Linked DNA regions of Gossypium hirsutum: all the other regions are linked to region 2. The links are chromatin contacts, called in public Hi-C maps. All regions are on one chromosome and are shown on one strand. The core of a region is the stretch at or near the end of the contact, and the rest is flanking DNA. Distances in the headings are between cores, read along the strand shown.

Evidence for each region. A called contact is a pair of places that touch in the nucleus more often than the background predicts.
Region 1: a contact with region 2 is called in a Hi-C map of leaf, with 2.6 times the contacts expected there. The contact joins the promoter of LOC107888763 here to the promoter of LOC107888904 in region 2. A contact is called at or near these places in 2 of 34 Hi-C or Micro-C datasets (both in leaf).
Region 3: a contact with region 2 is called in a Hi-C map of leaf, with 2.4 times the contacts expected there. The contact joins the promoter of LOC107888787 here to the promoter of LOC107888904 in region 2. A contact is called at or near these places in 2 of 34 Hi-C or Micro-C datasets (both in leaf).

Annotation. Positions count from the first base shown.
Region 1 is chrA11:109,395,808-109,400,706 of Gossypium_hirsutum_v2.1, forward strand. LOC107888763 (40S ribosomal protein S24-1) reads left to right here and starts at 1,800. Exons shown (of 5, transcript XM_016812966.2): 1 at 1,800-2,121; 2 at 2,524-2,565; 3 at 2,672-2,842; 4 at 3,834-3,920; 5 at 4,035-4,273. The coding sequence starts at 2,050. The coding sequence ends at 4,067. LOC107888772 reads right to left here and starts at 813. Exons shown (of 6, transcript XM_016812977.2): 1 at 1-813. The coding sequence starts at 652.
Region 2 is chrA11:109,049,083-109,053,966 of Gossypium_hirsutum_v2.1, forward strand. It overlaps LOC107888904 (protein tesmin/TSO1-like CXC 2), which reads right to left and starts at 2,572. Exons shown (of 11, transcript XM_016813175.2): 1 at 2,338-2,572; 2 at 1,568-1,731; 3 at 747-1,497; 4 at 378-462; 5 at 138-288; 6 at 1-61. The coding sequence starts at 2,400.
Region 3 is chrA11:109,317,142-109,321,736 of Gossypium_hirsutum_v2.1, forward strand. It overlaps LOC107888787, which reads left to right and starts at 3,206. Exons shown (of 4, transcript XM_041081692.1): 1 at 3,206-3,601; 2 at 3,711-4,595.

The DNA.
Region 1 (4,899 bases), core at 550-3,049, 350 kb after region 2:
TTTCGCTAGTAGTGAGCACACTACTCTCAGACCGATCCGAAAGGAACCCGGAGACCAAAACAAAGGCAGCAAACCCAACCAAAATCAAGAAAAAACTCGAGCCGGCACCAACACCTACCCCAACTGCAGGCCCCATGTAAAACCCACCACCTCCGAATGGAGCAGGCGCATAATAAGGAGCCGAATACGAAGAAAACCTCGACCCTCCATTTCTAGGCACCGAATAACTCCTCGAAGATGAAGAACTCGAAGAAAAAGACCTTCCTCCCATCCTCCCACCTGATGCAGCCAATGCTACGTTATTAGGATCATACATTAGCAACAAACCCAATAAAACCGCGGCTATAGCGGGCTTTTTTAACGCGTTCAAAGCTTTTAACATTGTTTGAGAAATAATCTCGAATGGGTTTTTGTCATTTGAGCTGGAACTCAACTGGTTGTTGGAGCCCAAACTCGAGCTCGTCAAATGTTTCCTCTGCTCCGACGAGAAGAAGCATTTAACAGTGAACTTTGCCGAACGTTGACCGTTGAAAGCCAAAGTTCCAGTGAAATGAGATAGGCGAGGAGGAGAAGGAAGAGGCAAATGAAGGGGGAAATAGTGTTTCAAGTTCAAAGTGTTGGATTGGAGCAAAGAAGAAGTAGAAGTTGCCATGGTGAATGGAGAGAGATTATGAGCTTTGGGTGCGGAGATATTTTTTTGAAGAATGAGGGAAGGTGAGATCAAGAAATGATTTGGTTTTGCGGGGAATGAGTTTGGGTGAATGTGATGGTGAAATTTGAGGGAGTTGTGGCCATGATAAGAGAAGGCCGATAGTGTCATTTTGAACCTCTCATCTTCATTTGTAAATTCCCATTCAAAAGTTTTAGGTCTAATTTTGTCTTCAACCCCTCTTCTCTTTAATAATTGAAGCTTTGTCAAAATGCATCCATAAAAAATAATGAGGGTTTTCGTTGCTAAATAAACCAATAATTAAAAATAATAATCATATTTATCTATACTATTATTTAAGTCTTTAATTGAATGTTGGTATCACGAATCAACTGGACACCAACTCGATTAAAGAAATTAGAAAATGTCCTTCTATAATTAAAATAAATTATATTATTCAAGGGCGTTTTAATTTTTTTATTTAAAAGAATCAATAAAAAAACTAGGTACGATTGAATTTAAATCTATACTAATTACATTGATAATATATTATTTTTATCACTAAATCAAAGCTTTATTTTAATAAGATATTAACATTTTTATTTTATTATATATTTTTTATTACTTTCATCAATTAAATACATAATTTTTACACACATGCCCCTGTAATAAAATTTTTAATTAGTACATCATTACTAAGATCACAATCATATTTCAAGATATAGTGAAAAAATTCATGAAAAATTTTAACTAGATTTAGAGTTAAATAAATTTTACAAGGGTATAATATTCTTCCAATCCCTGTACTATTTAGATTTTTTAAAAATTAGTCTCTTTGCTTTTAACCAAAAGAATTTAGTCCCTTTACTTATTTGCTTTTAAAATTAATTTCTAAAAATTTTGAATATATGTTATAATTGTACTTTAATTTTTAAGTCAAACATTTAAATTTTAAAATACCACATATTCAAAATTAACAAAAGTTTATTAACAGTGTCATACCGATTGCAATTTAGTTTTTAAATAAGATAAAAAAAGAACTAAATTCTTAAAATTAAAAGCAGAAGGATTAAAGTTTTAAAACTTTGAAGAGTAAAAGGACAACGAGGCAGAATTAACCCTTTTAAGGGCAGACTCAAGTATTTACTATAGCCATTTGTAGAACTTAACGTTAAAAAAGGGAAGCCCCATTTAAAACCCAAGATGCAAAAACTAAAAAAGCCCAAATTCAAAACCTAAAATAAACCCTAATCAGTGATAAGTCGATTCCATAGGAAACCCTATAAAAACTTGTTTTTTCGCTATTGCTATTCTCTCTCCTTGAACTGCTGCCGCTGTTTGTAACTTTTGGTGCTTCCAGTGCGTCGAAACCAAGAAAAGAGGAAGATATTTGCTTAACCATGGCGGACAAGGCAGTGACTATTAGGACAAGGAAGTTCATGACGAACAGGCTCCTTTCCAGGAAACAATTCGTAAGCTCCATTTCCATTTTTTTCCCGCTCATTTCTTCGTTAACCAAACAATGGGCAACGTTAAATTTTAAGGCTCGGAGCTTATTTCTTTCGTAATCTTTCACATTATTTTCCATTACCTGCTTTCAGTAAGGTTTAGTTCGGCTGTAGATCTGCTCAAAGAAAGAAAATAGAAGAAAATGAGAGAAAATAAGTATTTGTTTTTTGTTAGTTTGCTTGTAGGATGCTTAATTTAGGTCTTTCCTTGATTTGTCATTTGGAAACAAGTGACTTTTTTTTTCTTACTATGAAGCCTGCAATAAAATAAAATTGCTCTTTTGGGAAACTGAAGGTCAGATGAGCTTATATATGTTTGAAATTGTTAACTTGGAAGATGAAACTTGTTATTTACTTGTTTTGTAGATCATTGATGTTTTGCATCCTGGGAGGCCCAATGTTTCTAAGGTAAATGTTTAATGATTCTCAATAACATTGTTTTATTGTCTTAACTTCCAGAAAATTGGACTGCTTGTGTTAACATATCTTTGATTTGTCGATCCTGTATTGTTAGGCGGAGTTGAAGGAGAAGCTTGCTAGAATGTATGAGGTGAAGGACCCAAATTCGATCTTTGTGTTCAAGTTCAGGACTCATTTTGGAGGTGGTAAATCTACTGGATTTGGTTTGATATATGATTCTGTCGAGAACGCAAAGAAGTATGAGCCCAAATACAGACTGATCAGGGTAATTTCTGATGTGTTTTATTTACATTTTCTCTGGATTTGTTAGTGGTGTGTCTGTTTTATTAGTAACTGCATACTGAAGTATTTTTCTCCACATAGTTTTGTTTTTGGTATTCTCAAAAAAGCAATGTTGTGATACTAGTGAGCACGGAGGCAATGTTGCCTTTTAAAAGTAACAAGATGGACTTGGAAGTAGAGCCTTTTTTATAATTTGTACTTGAGTACTGCATGGTTATGAAGAAGACGAGTGGGGGTGATTTGCATTTTAGGTTACTTATTGTAGCATTTACGTCAGTGTAGGTCATAAGCATTTTAATTTCATCAAATTGCATCATTGAATTTCTATTATTAATAAATTAAGTTGTACTAATTCTCATGAAAATGTTGGCTCAAAGAACATGTGGGAAAGCATGAAATCCCGACCTTGGTTTTGTTTAGAGAATAAGTTACTTATGCATGTTAAGATGGCTTTTAAATTAAAATTATTTAATTGAGTTTGCATAAGTAATCTAATATATTAATAATAGGAGTTCAGTGATATAACGTGATGGAATTAAAGGGTTGAGACTTGTATGATAGTTTATGTTTGTTTAGTGATCTGAATGTGAATTACCCTATAATGTATTATGTGACTATGCTGCTTTGACTTTTCACACCTATATCTGACACATACTTGAATATGGATATGAAGGCATGACCTTCGAAAGTCCTTCAAAATTTATAAAAAAATTGAATATACTTTGTATTTGATACTCACTCCTTAGTCCAAGCAACATAGTTATGCAAGGCATTGAACCAGGGCTTTCATCTTTATGTCAGCATAACTATGTAATGTTACTTTAACCTTCTGGGTTTTCTTGCAGTTATTTTCTTTTGATTCCCTATCACATACTTATTGTCTTTTCATTGTTATTAATTCCGTTTGAATTGGTTTCTTTTAAGGGCATCAAAGGTACAATGCAAGACACTAATTATTTGTGTTACTATTTCAGAATGGACTCGACACCAAGGTGGAGAAATCAAGGAAGCAAATGAAGGAAAGGAAGAACAGGGCTAAGAAGATCCGTGGAGTAAAGAAGGTAAGATTAAATTATTTCTTTGTTCTCATGTTAGTTTACCTGAACTGATTTCACTTCCGAAAAATTTGATGATCGATGAGGGTCAATTTTCTGACCATTTTGCTTGTTCTGTAGACCAAGGCCAGTGAAGCAGCAAAGAAGAAGTGAGCTAAAAGGGATGAAAGAAAAGGTGAAATCTATGTCTATCTTAGGGTCAGTCTTTTTCAACAGCTTTTGTTTACTAGCCTTGCCTCAAGTGTTTAGGTGTCCTTGAACCTGATTTACCTTTTTGTTTTCGAAAGTGGATTTTGATGTTGTATTATCTGATTGTTCTAATTTGAGTACTCTTGCAGTGCAGAATTTTGAAATATTTAGATCATATTCTTTTTTTGGAGTAATTATTTGATGATGTGAAAGATCACACAAATTAAGATTTGTTTTCTTTGGGTGCCGTTGTGTTGAAGAGAACCTATGGGTGCCTCTTGAAGTTGTTGAAGAGTGAGATTTATGGCATGCTGAAAAGTGAGTGCATGTGGAAATTCCTGTTGTTGAGAAGTAGAAGGCATGAAATGAACCCACAACTTCTAGGATTTAGAGCAGGTTATGGGATGCTAGTTCAAGTAGTGTTTTGGGTTCGAACCACTTTGTGCTCTTCAAAGCCACACCACTTTCTCTTGCTTTTCAGCAGCCATGGTTCAGCCCTACAAAGGCTAGAAGAGGTGAGAGTCTACTTAAATGACGCCCAAAGATATACTTTTTGTGGATGTTAAATTGATAATGCTAATGAAAATTACTTTGTAGAATTATATTTTCAGTCCCTCTCAAATTTATTAATCAATTTGGTCTCTCAAAAAATTTGAGCAATTTAATCTGTCAATTTCGAATGTTAACATCTATGTACAATTAATCTTTATTTTAATATTTTTGTCAAATTTACGCAATTTTAATTGGTATAATAAATTTAGCTCTTAAAAAATATGCATTTTATTTATTTTTATGA
Region 2 (4,884 bases), core at 1,322-3,821:
TGATCTCTTACAGTTACAGCGCTTGCATGAGGCACTCTCCTCGACAAGTTCAAACTTTTGCCTGCATAGTATTAAACTGAAATCAGTTTGTATTATGGTGTTTGAATAGCAATTTAGAGCATATTAATCTAACATGCCTCTTCTTTTCAGGAGTATTGTGGTCAGCGTCAGTGCCACCAACAGATGCAGGAGCCTCACAAGAACTTTCTATAACTACAGTTCCATTGTCACTAGGAACCTCACCCATTTTCATAGAGCTTAAAATTGATTTATTAGGAGGATTCTGGCCTACAGTCAGAAAACTAGGAAATGTCAAGGACCAAGGTGCATACCAATTTGTTTTCAAAAGATAGAGCCGCTCACAAAAGAAATACCACCTTTCAAGATGTTTGGAAGAGAATTCAAGTGCAAACCGAAACCAGGTGACTTTTCAAACACCAAACAACGCCGTCTTATGCTACGCTGCATACAGAAGAACATAAGAGTATGATTATAAAAAAACAGCCAATCATTGAGCAGGAAAATAGTGTAAATTTTAAGAAACGACACATAAAATGAAAATCATTGATAAATGTACAATATAAGGAACTTGTATTAGGTATGCATATCATAAAAATGGCTCAAAAATGCTATTATCTTTTCATTTTCTAGAAAGAATTAAATACTAATATGTAGCTTCGTGTCAATCTTATATCTCGAATTGCAGTCTGCCATAAAAATGTACTTGCACAGTTTTTTCACTTTACCTGACGACTCAACTGGCTGCATTTCTCCCCCTTATCATCCTTCTTCAAACTTGAATCAGTAACTACTGGTTTGTCCGGTAGACAAGTAGACAGGATGCAAGATGTCTGATCTGTTACTGAATCTCCCAATTCATTTTGTTTGCAAGAACCTTGATGATCACCAGATTCTGCATTTTCTAAATTATTTGCATTATCAAGCGAAAACTCTGGGATATTTGATATAAAAGAGGTTGTCCCAGAGTCTACCGTTCTCTGATCCTGTCCATCACTATTCTCGTGAATGATAGATGTATTCACTGTCAACATATCAGCAACATCAGAAACAACTGCCACCCAGCCACATCCTGCTGCTTCTTCGCTCGGCTTAATCCGACGTATTTTACGTAAATCTCTTTCATTTTCAAATGACCGTTGCCTCTCTTTCCATTCATCTCTACTGCGTTGGAAAGGAGATCTCTCTTGTTCCACCACTTCCAGACTTGTTTTTTTCAGTAATGCATCACAAGCCTCCAGGTTATCATCAGGACTCCTACAATCATATTTTGAGGTTCCTGGCAACTCAACCGCTAAATCTGATTGCTTGTCAAACAGATCACTGCTAATTCCTTTGGATGAACCGTCATTACTGAGACATCCTGGATGCTCATCGTACAAGCCAGATTGCCCAGCAGCTTTTGAAGCTTCCTGACTTGCATTAGATTCATTACTGCTCTGGAGGACCCTAGTGCTTAAATCTGCCGAGAAATGATGCCTGAAACCAATATCATTCAGGACACTTAAAATCATGAACTAAATACAGCAATAAGAAAATTTAGTTTTACCTTTTAACTGAAAACCTGGATTCCCTATGGCAATTGATTTGTGGGGAGGGAAACAAAGATGAAGGGGACAAAAAAGCTAATGAATTGAAAGCATTATCAGTCTGACTGGACTTGGCTTGCTCAATAGGAGAAAGGCTATCAATGTACTTAAAGACAGGTGAATCCTGCAAAGGAAGAAAGCAATGTTTAAACCATAGCATGTAAGTCTCAATAACCTGATCAGCAAATGCTCATGTACACAAGAAAACAAAGAACCAAGCTAAAGATAGAGCAATCTAAACCAAACTAGGGAAAAAAGTATCTCTTCTATATCATTTAAAGAAATACCAACATTCCCAACATTTTGAAAGTATTGCTGCTCACCTCTAGTTGTATAAATTACCAACATTTCCAATGTCAAATCTCAATGAGACAAATTATAAGCATGTCAAAACTTATATATAACCCCATGAGCATAATTATTATTGGGTAAAAATTTGTAAAAAATTTACATTACACTTGTAAACACAAACATGACACGGGAAACACACAAATTCACGCTGTAGTCTGAACACAAAACCCATCAACAATTCCGACAAACATACAAAAGTAATTCAAAGCGAAAAAAGCAGAACAAATTAAACTTGACAGGCAAAACCCAAATCAGCATCTAATTATTGAAAGCCGAAATGCCCAAAACCCAGAAATCCTAGGTGAGCAAACATAATTAACAAAAACCAAAATTCTTAAAACTTTTTTTTTAAATTGCAAGAGGAAAAAAGAATAATAACCTCAAATTTGGAAAGAGAAGAAGTAGGAGTCGGAGTGATCTGGGTTTTATGTGGTGTATCCATTTTCACCAAAGGCTCCACATCTTCATCTCTCTTTTGCTTTTTTTCAAGGATTAGAGCTCAAAGCCTACGGAGACAGTCAAAGGCTCCCTTGCCTCTTTCTTTGAATTTGGTCGAAAGTGAAACCCAAAAAACAAAAAATAATAATAATAATAAGACTTTTGATTAAGGAAGCGGGAAGGCGGGAAAACAAAATGGTAATTCTATTTTCCTATTCAATTTGGGATGCTGGGTCGGTCCATCTCCTATGTTAGGCCCGTAATCAATTTGGGATGGAATTTTGATATATTGGATTTAGACAGTTGATCCGGCCCCATTCTAATGAAATCCCGTCCATTAAGTTTGGATTATCATTTAATTAATAAAGTCGTGTGTTTTGGAGTGATGATTTCAATAATATTTAAAGTAACAAAACCCCCCAAAACTTTTCTTTTTTTCTTTCCTAGCCCTTGTTCTATCCCGTAACGGTGTTGGATTCCGGATTAGTTATTGCCTATCTTTTCTTCCATCACACCAACTTTTTATTATTTATTTATTCAGTTGAAAAACGTTGATGCTTATCGTTGTAAAACCTTCACCAACTACTAACATTTTTTTTTGAAAAATGAGTTGGTCATGGATATTTAAATGGTGTCTCTTCGTTTACTTCTTAATATGTCTCTATTTTGAGGATATTTTAGAATAATAATTTATTCCACAAGTAGATTTGGACTATGATGTCTTAAGTTTTGTGCTTTTGTTGTTTCATGAGTCATACATTTTTTATGAAAATGGTAAAAGTCTTTGTCTTGTTGTGTACAAGTTTTAGCCTTGCTTTTTCAAGTGTTTTTAAAGATGAATTTGTTGTCGTTCTCTCTAGTTAGATGAATATTCAATTATTTTAATGATAACATCCACTACTTTAAACTTTCTGAAACTGATTCTCCTATCGTGATAGGAGCTTGCAATCACTTATCATGTAAAACTCCTTACCCAACCTAATGACCAACACGGTTAAGAGATGCTACCACGACATATGCATAACACTTGTTGCTTATTTATAAGTTTAATATGACTTTCAACAATTAAATAAAATCCATAAATTGAGGTTAAAAGGAATGGAAAACTTTGGAACATTTTTAAAATCATTTTGGATGATTCCAAAGGTGTTTGGACAAGTTTAAAACATAAAATGGGGTTCTAAAGGCTTAAAACTATTAGAACAATCAATTTAGAGAAACAATTATTTTAGGTATAGTAGAAACTTTTAAATTTTCTTAAACAGAATTCATTGTATTATTTATAACAATAAACTTAATCGAAATATACTTGTACTTTGTACAAAGTCGACTAAAGTCGATCTTGACTTTCTACCAAATGATTTTTTCTATTACTCAAATCACGAACTACCTCAACTGTGAGCTCAAAGTTTATCAAACAAATCACATGAAATAAAAATTTTTATTAACTTTTAGTAAGAAAGTTAATTTTCTCTATAACCAAAAACTATGCGTTCTTTTTCAGAAAATAGAATTTATTTTGTAAAATAAATTTCCAACATTTTCGAATTGAATAACGACATATGATAAGGGTTGTAAATTGCTCAACACATAATTTCTATTTATAGAGAATCATACAAGAGTTATATTCAAATAAGACTTGATTAAATAATAATATTTAATAGAAAATACAACTTTTCCTCAATTATGAGTATAGAGACAACAGCATGCCCTAGTAAATACTAAGTTTGTTGTCCTTACTCCAATTATGTGTTATATGAACTTTTATCCAAACATTTATAATTTATCCACATCAATATTTATTTTTTTATTTATTAAAATATTATCTATTTAATTAATTAAATTAATTGATTGAATTAACTAAATTAATTTATTAATTAAATAAATTTTTTAATCCAATTCTAATTTCGATAAAATTAACAACTTTATCGTATTCGAATCTATGAAAATATATATTTAATTTTTCTATTCAGCAATTTATAATAATTAATAAATTTAATTTCATCTTCCAACTTCAATGTTTAATTATTACTAATTAATAATAATTTACAAAAGCCACTTCATGTGATTAATTTTATGAGGTAATTCTTCCTCATTCTCTTGATCTCCACTTTTCTCCCCAGTGTCTCTTTCTTATCTTGTTGGTTGATCCTAAAATTTTGATTAATTATGAAAAAAAACCTATTTCTTTAATTATATACATAAATAACTTGAAATGAAGAGTAAAAATTGATTGAGCCAAAGAGAATGACGCACCAACATACCATGTCAGCCATCAAAATAAAATATTCAATTTTTGGTGGTGCCAAGAAAAATGGCATCACTTGTATAAATATCAGGAAAATACTGTTATTTCTCAATAATTATAGGACTTTGAAAAATTCATTTTTTGGTGGAGCCGATTAAGTATGGCTCCACCACTTTTTTAATGTTTCAAGGGTATTATTTTTTTGGGAGGTTTTTAGATTTTTTTAAAAATGTGATTTTG
Region 3 (4,595 bases), core at 1,956-4,455, 270 kb after region 2:
ATTTTGGTATTTGATATGTGATGCAAAAGTGGTATATTTGATATATATATATGACCTAGTGAGAAATAGTCAATTTGGTAAGTTAGTAATGTGATTTGGTTACGGAAGTGGTATGATTTTGATAAGAGAATGAATGTGAAACTTAGTGATAAGGACATGTATATTTGAAAATGTGTTTAGTAGGTAATTACGGTATGTTTTATTTTGGATAATGAGCATGAATTTGGTTGACAATGATATGGTATATATGATGTGTGTTTTGGTTGTGAATTGGCTGAAAATTAGAATGAAAATTGTTTGGTTATGATGCTTATATGGAGGATCCTAAATGGGTGGCAAATTGGCCTTGTAAATGTCCTATTTTTGCCCACACGGGCAGGGAAACGGGCGTATGTCCTAGCTGTGTTGCTCAATGGCCACTTCAAAATGAGCCTGGGTAGACCACGTAGTCGCACACATGGGTGTGTGCTAGGCCTTGTGACCTAAGTTAGTGGCCTCCTAAATTTTCACACAGCCTGGCACACGGGCGTGTCTTGTGACCGTGTGGACCAGTCAGTATGTATGCCCTATTTTGCCACGGTCTAGACACACAGGCGTGTTTAATGCCGTGTGAGGTACACGGCCTATTCACATGGGCGTGTGACCTGTATAACTTTGAAAAATGTTTAAGTTCTGAAAAATTTTAAATGTGTTCGGTTTAGTCGTGACCTCTTTCTAAAGCATGTTTAAGGTCTCGTTAACCTATGTAAGGGACTATGTATTGATGTATGACTATGATGCTATGATGATTGTGAAATGAATGTTAAACATTTCGATATGTCTAGTAATACCTCTTAACCCTAGTCTGGCGACGGATACAGGTTAAGGGTGTTACAGGTTTTCTCCTTTAATACCTCTTGCAATACCGTATTCATGAGGTACAACTGGATTGCAGACAATGTCTTTTCATCAAGCTCTTCTCATTCTGTTTAATTTAGATTCTCAGGCTTTTTCTCGGTAACAACCTTTTTCAAATTGGTTTGAACTAGAATTGCCATCATCCAAACTTGCCACAGATTGAAATTTGTCTCACCATCAAATTTCTAAATTTCAAACATAGTTGTTGCCATCTCTGAATGGGCTGATCTAATAAAATTGAACTAGCTCTGATACCACTTGTTGGGATCGACCCGATTAAGCAACAAGTAAAAAAATATCGGAATAAATTGAGAAATCGAACACACAAATTTAACATGAAAAAACTCCTCCAATGAGGATGAAAAACCACCGGCAAAGATAATTTTACTATAATAGTAAAAGAATGAAGAGTACAAAATATGGAGATAAAAATTAAACCACGAAAATTTGAAAACAAAAAACCTTCAAAACATAAACACAAAATTCTCTAAATGTGTTATGAGCTCTAATATTTAATGGGTGTTTTTTCTAAGGTTGTAAAAGAGCCTATTTATAGGCTAAATTTATAGGTCTAATAATAATAAAATAATTTAGACTAATCAGAGTTTGATTGAAACAAATAAACAGAATGTAACTGAAAGATTATTTCTCAAATTTAACTGAAATATGAGTCATACTCAACACGGTATGTAAATGTAAATTATTGTTATATCGATAATTGTTTTAATGTCTTGTAAAAATTGAATTAATTTTTTTATTTATAAATATACACAAAATCATAATTCATGCATATAATTTTTAGATTTATCTCTACAAATTTTTTAAGCATTATCTCAGAGTTTTATCTTTATTGATGATATTAAGTATTTTGCATTCATTCACCTTAGCTTTGTCAAACTCAAAACTGTCATGGTGAGCATATATAAGATTCAAAACCAAGGCAAACTTGAAAGGTCAAATTTTACTCTGGTTAGGTGGATTCGATGGATTCTATTGGATGAAGAGAAGTGGTGCTTGAGATATGTTCCCAGAGAAATTAACAAGATTGCATATACATTAACAAAAATGACTTTCTCAAATGTCGAAGGTTTGCACATGTTCGAAGATCCCCTATGAAGATTCAAGAAGTCCTAAAAGAGGAAAATGCAATTTACTCAAGAATATGTTTATGTAATATTTCACTTACTTCACACAGAAAACACTAAGGCATCAATAAAAAAAATGAAATTTAAAACATAAATTTTATTCTAATTAATTGCATTCAATGTGAAGTTTACACATATTGTGATTTAAATATTTCTTTTTGAGATACGAATGTTATTTATAGATCTAGAATTAAATTTTAATTGATATATAATTTTAACATTAATTAAGTGATAATTAAAAGATATAGTAATATAATAGAAAATAAAGAGTATTCTCATCAGGTTAATTTTTTTTCAAATTCGTGCTTTTATATAAATTATAAATTATAGATTTATATTTATTAATACTAGAAATCCTATCACAATGAAAAAAATTATATTAAAATTGTTTATCTTGGTGTTGCCATCAATCTTGAGTCGGGACACCAATTCAATCAAATACATTAACATATATATATACACACAAAATTGATGGTGGTAATAAAATATAATTAAATCTTTTTAAATGTATAAAAATTTCAAAATAAAACTTTAGTTAAGTGATAAATTAAAGATTTTACTAATGCAAGTAGTTTAAGTTTAAATCTTATTTTAATTACTGATGAACATTTCCAAAAATTTCCCTAGTCAAATGGGTGACCCAATCGATAAAACCAACTCAATAAAATAATAAATAGTATAGATATATTGTTTAGTATATTAAATAAGATACAACAACTAAAATAAATTAATTTAAGGATTCCGTAAGCATATTGAAGCACGAGCTATATATGAAGGACTCACTCAAGCTTGGAAGAAAGAATTTCGTAAGGTTGTGATTGAAAGCGACAATGCATTGTTGATTGATATAATTGAGAATGGTTATGCGGTTGATAATAATCTTTATAAACTTCGTTTAATACATGTTTTATTCAAGCAAAACTAACAACTTAAGTTTCAGCATGTTTCGTGAGAACATAATAAACTGACAGATTATATGACCAAAGTCGTTCCCAGTGCTGTTAACATGTTATTAACTTTTGAAAAATCACTTAATTATATTTGATTTTTTTTAGTAAATGACTGATATTTATTGATCATCACGTGCCTCAAAGTGATTGAAAGTATAGGTAAAAAGTAATAACGATAAAGCAAAGAAAACAATAAAAGAAAACTAGGAAAAGACAAAACAGTAGAAACCCAACGGACAAAACAAGAACTGCCCCTAGAAAACAAAACCATTAATGGAAAACAACAGAAACCCCTTAAACCATGAGACGAATCAAATAACCCTTCAAAATATCAGTCGAAACAGCTTCCCCGTCCGCATAATAGAGATAACAATCACAGAGGGGAACCCAAAAGCTTTGAGTCCATCCATGGAGATTCAAAGAACCTTCTCCATATTCAAATCAAAGTAAACCAGACTTAAAATTGCTGAGTCAAAATCTCTGTTTTTTCTCCATCAATTGTTTGACAGAGCTTGAAACTTCATTCCCCCAGAATCCAGAAAACCGACTTCTCCGTCCTTCCATGGCCAAAGTGTGGGCCATGCCATTAGCCAAGCGAGGAACAAAAAGGTAATCTATTTCATCAAAACAATTTTCCAGTTTATTAATCTGATGAACGATAGATCTAATGAGAGATCTGTCTTCTACCCTTGTCATCATTTTCTTTATAACCGTCAAGGAGTCACCTTCCACCAACACCCGATGGAAGCCCATATGGATAGCAAAAAGCACCGCTAGCTCGTACGCCCTTGCTTCAGCCACGAACGCATCAGCCACATCATTAAACAGATAAGTCTCTGCCCTAATATATTCTCCTCTATGATTTCTAGCAATTATTGCTGAAATAGAAGTTCTTACCTCACTTTGAAAAGATGCATTGAAATTTAATTTGATAATACCTAACCCCGGAGGGATCTAGCACTTTCCTAATAGTGGCGAGTAAATAACTCTCAACTTTTCTTGACATTGAACTAGCTCTTGTTGGTAGCCACGAATGAAACCTAAGATATCCTGCAAAGAGAAATTAATACCTTCAAGAAATTAACTTGTTTCTTCTGAACCATAGAGCCTAAATAGAAATAGCAATAAACTGTTTGCTTTGCTTATCAGCCAAATAGAAAGTATTAACAAAGAGATCTTTGTAGCTCAAGCTACTATCAGGAAGAGCAGTTCGAATATGGAGAAACGCCATACTGAACGAAGAACATCACATGACCACAATAGATGATCCATATCCTCTAGAGCCCTCTTGCAAAGGGGATAAATCAAATCAACCCGCAGAGATCTGATTGCCAGATTACAAAAATGGGGTAGAAAATTATTAAGGAGTCTCCACAAATGTATTTTAATTTTGGCAGGAATGTGAATAGGCCAAAAAATATTGTAAAAATCCTTGTAAACCTCCATATTAGGTTTAATGTAATTATTTCTCTGTAAAAAATCAAAAACAAGGACCCGATGCCCACTTCTGACTGAGTAGTCCCCAGAACCTTCAAATTTCCACACCAGGATGTCCTCCGACCTAGATCCAGAGAGTGGAATAGAAAGAATACGTTTCACTTGA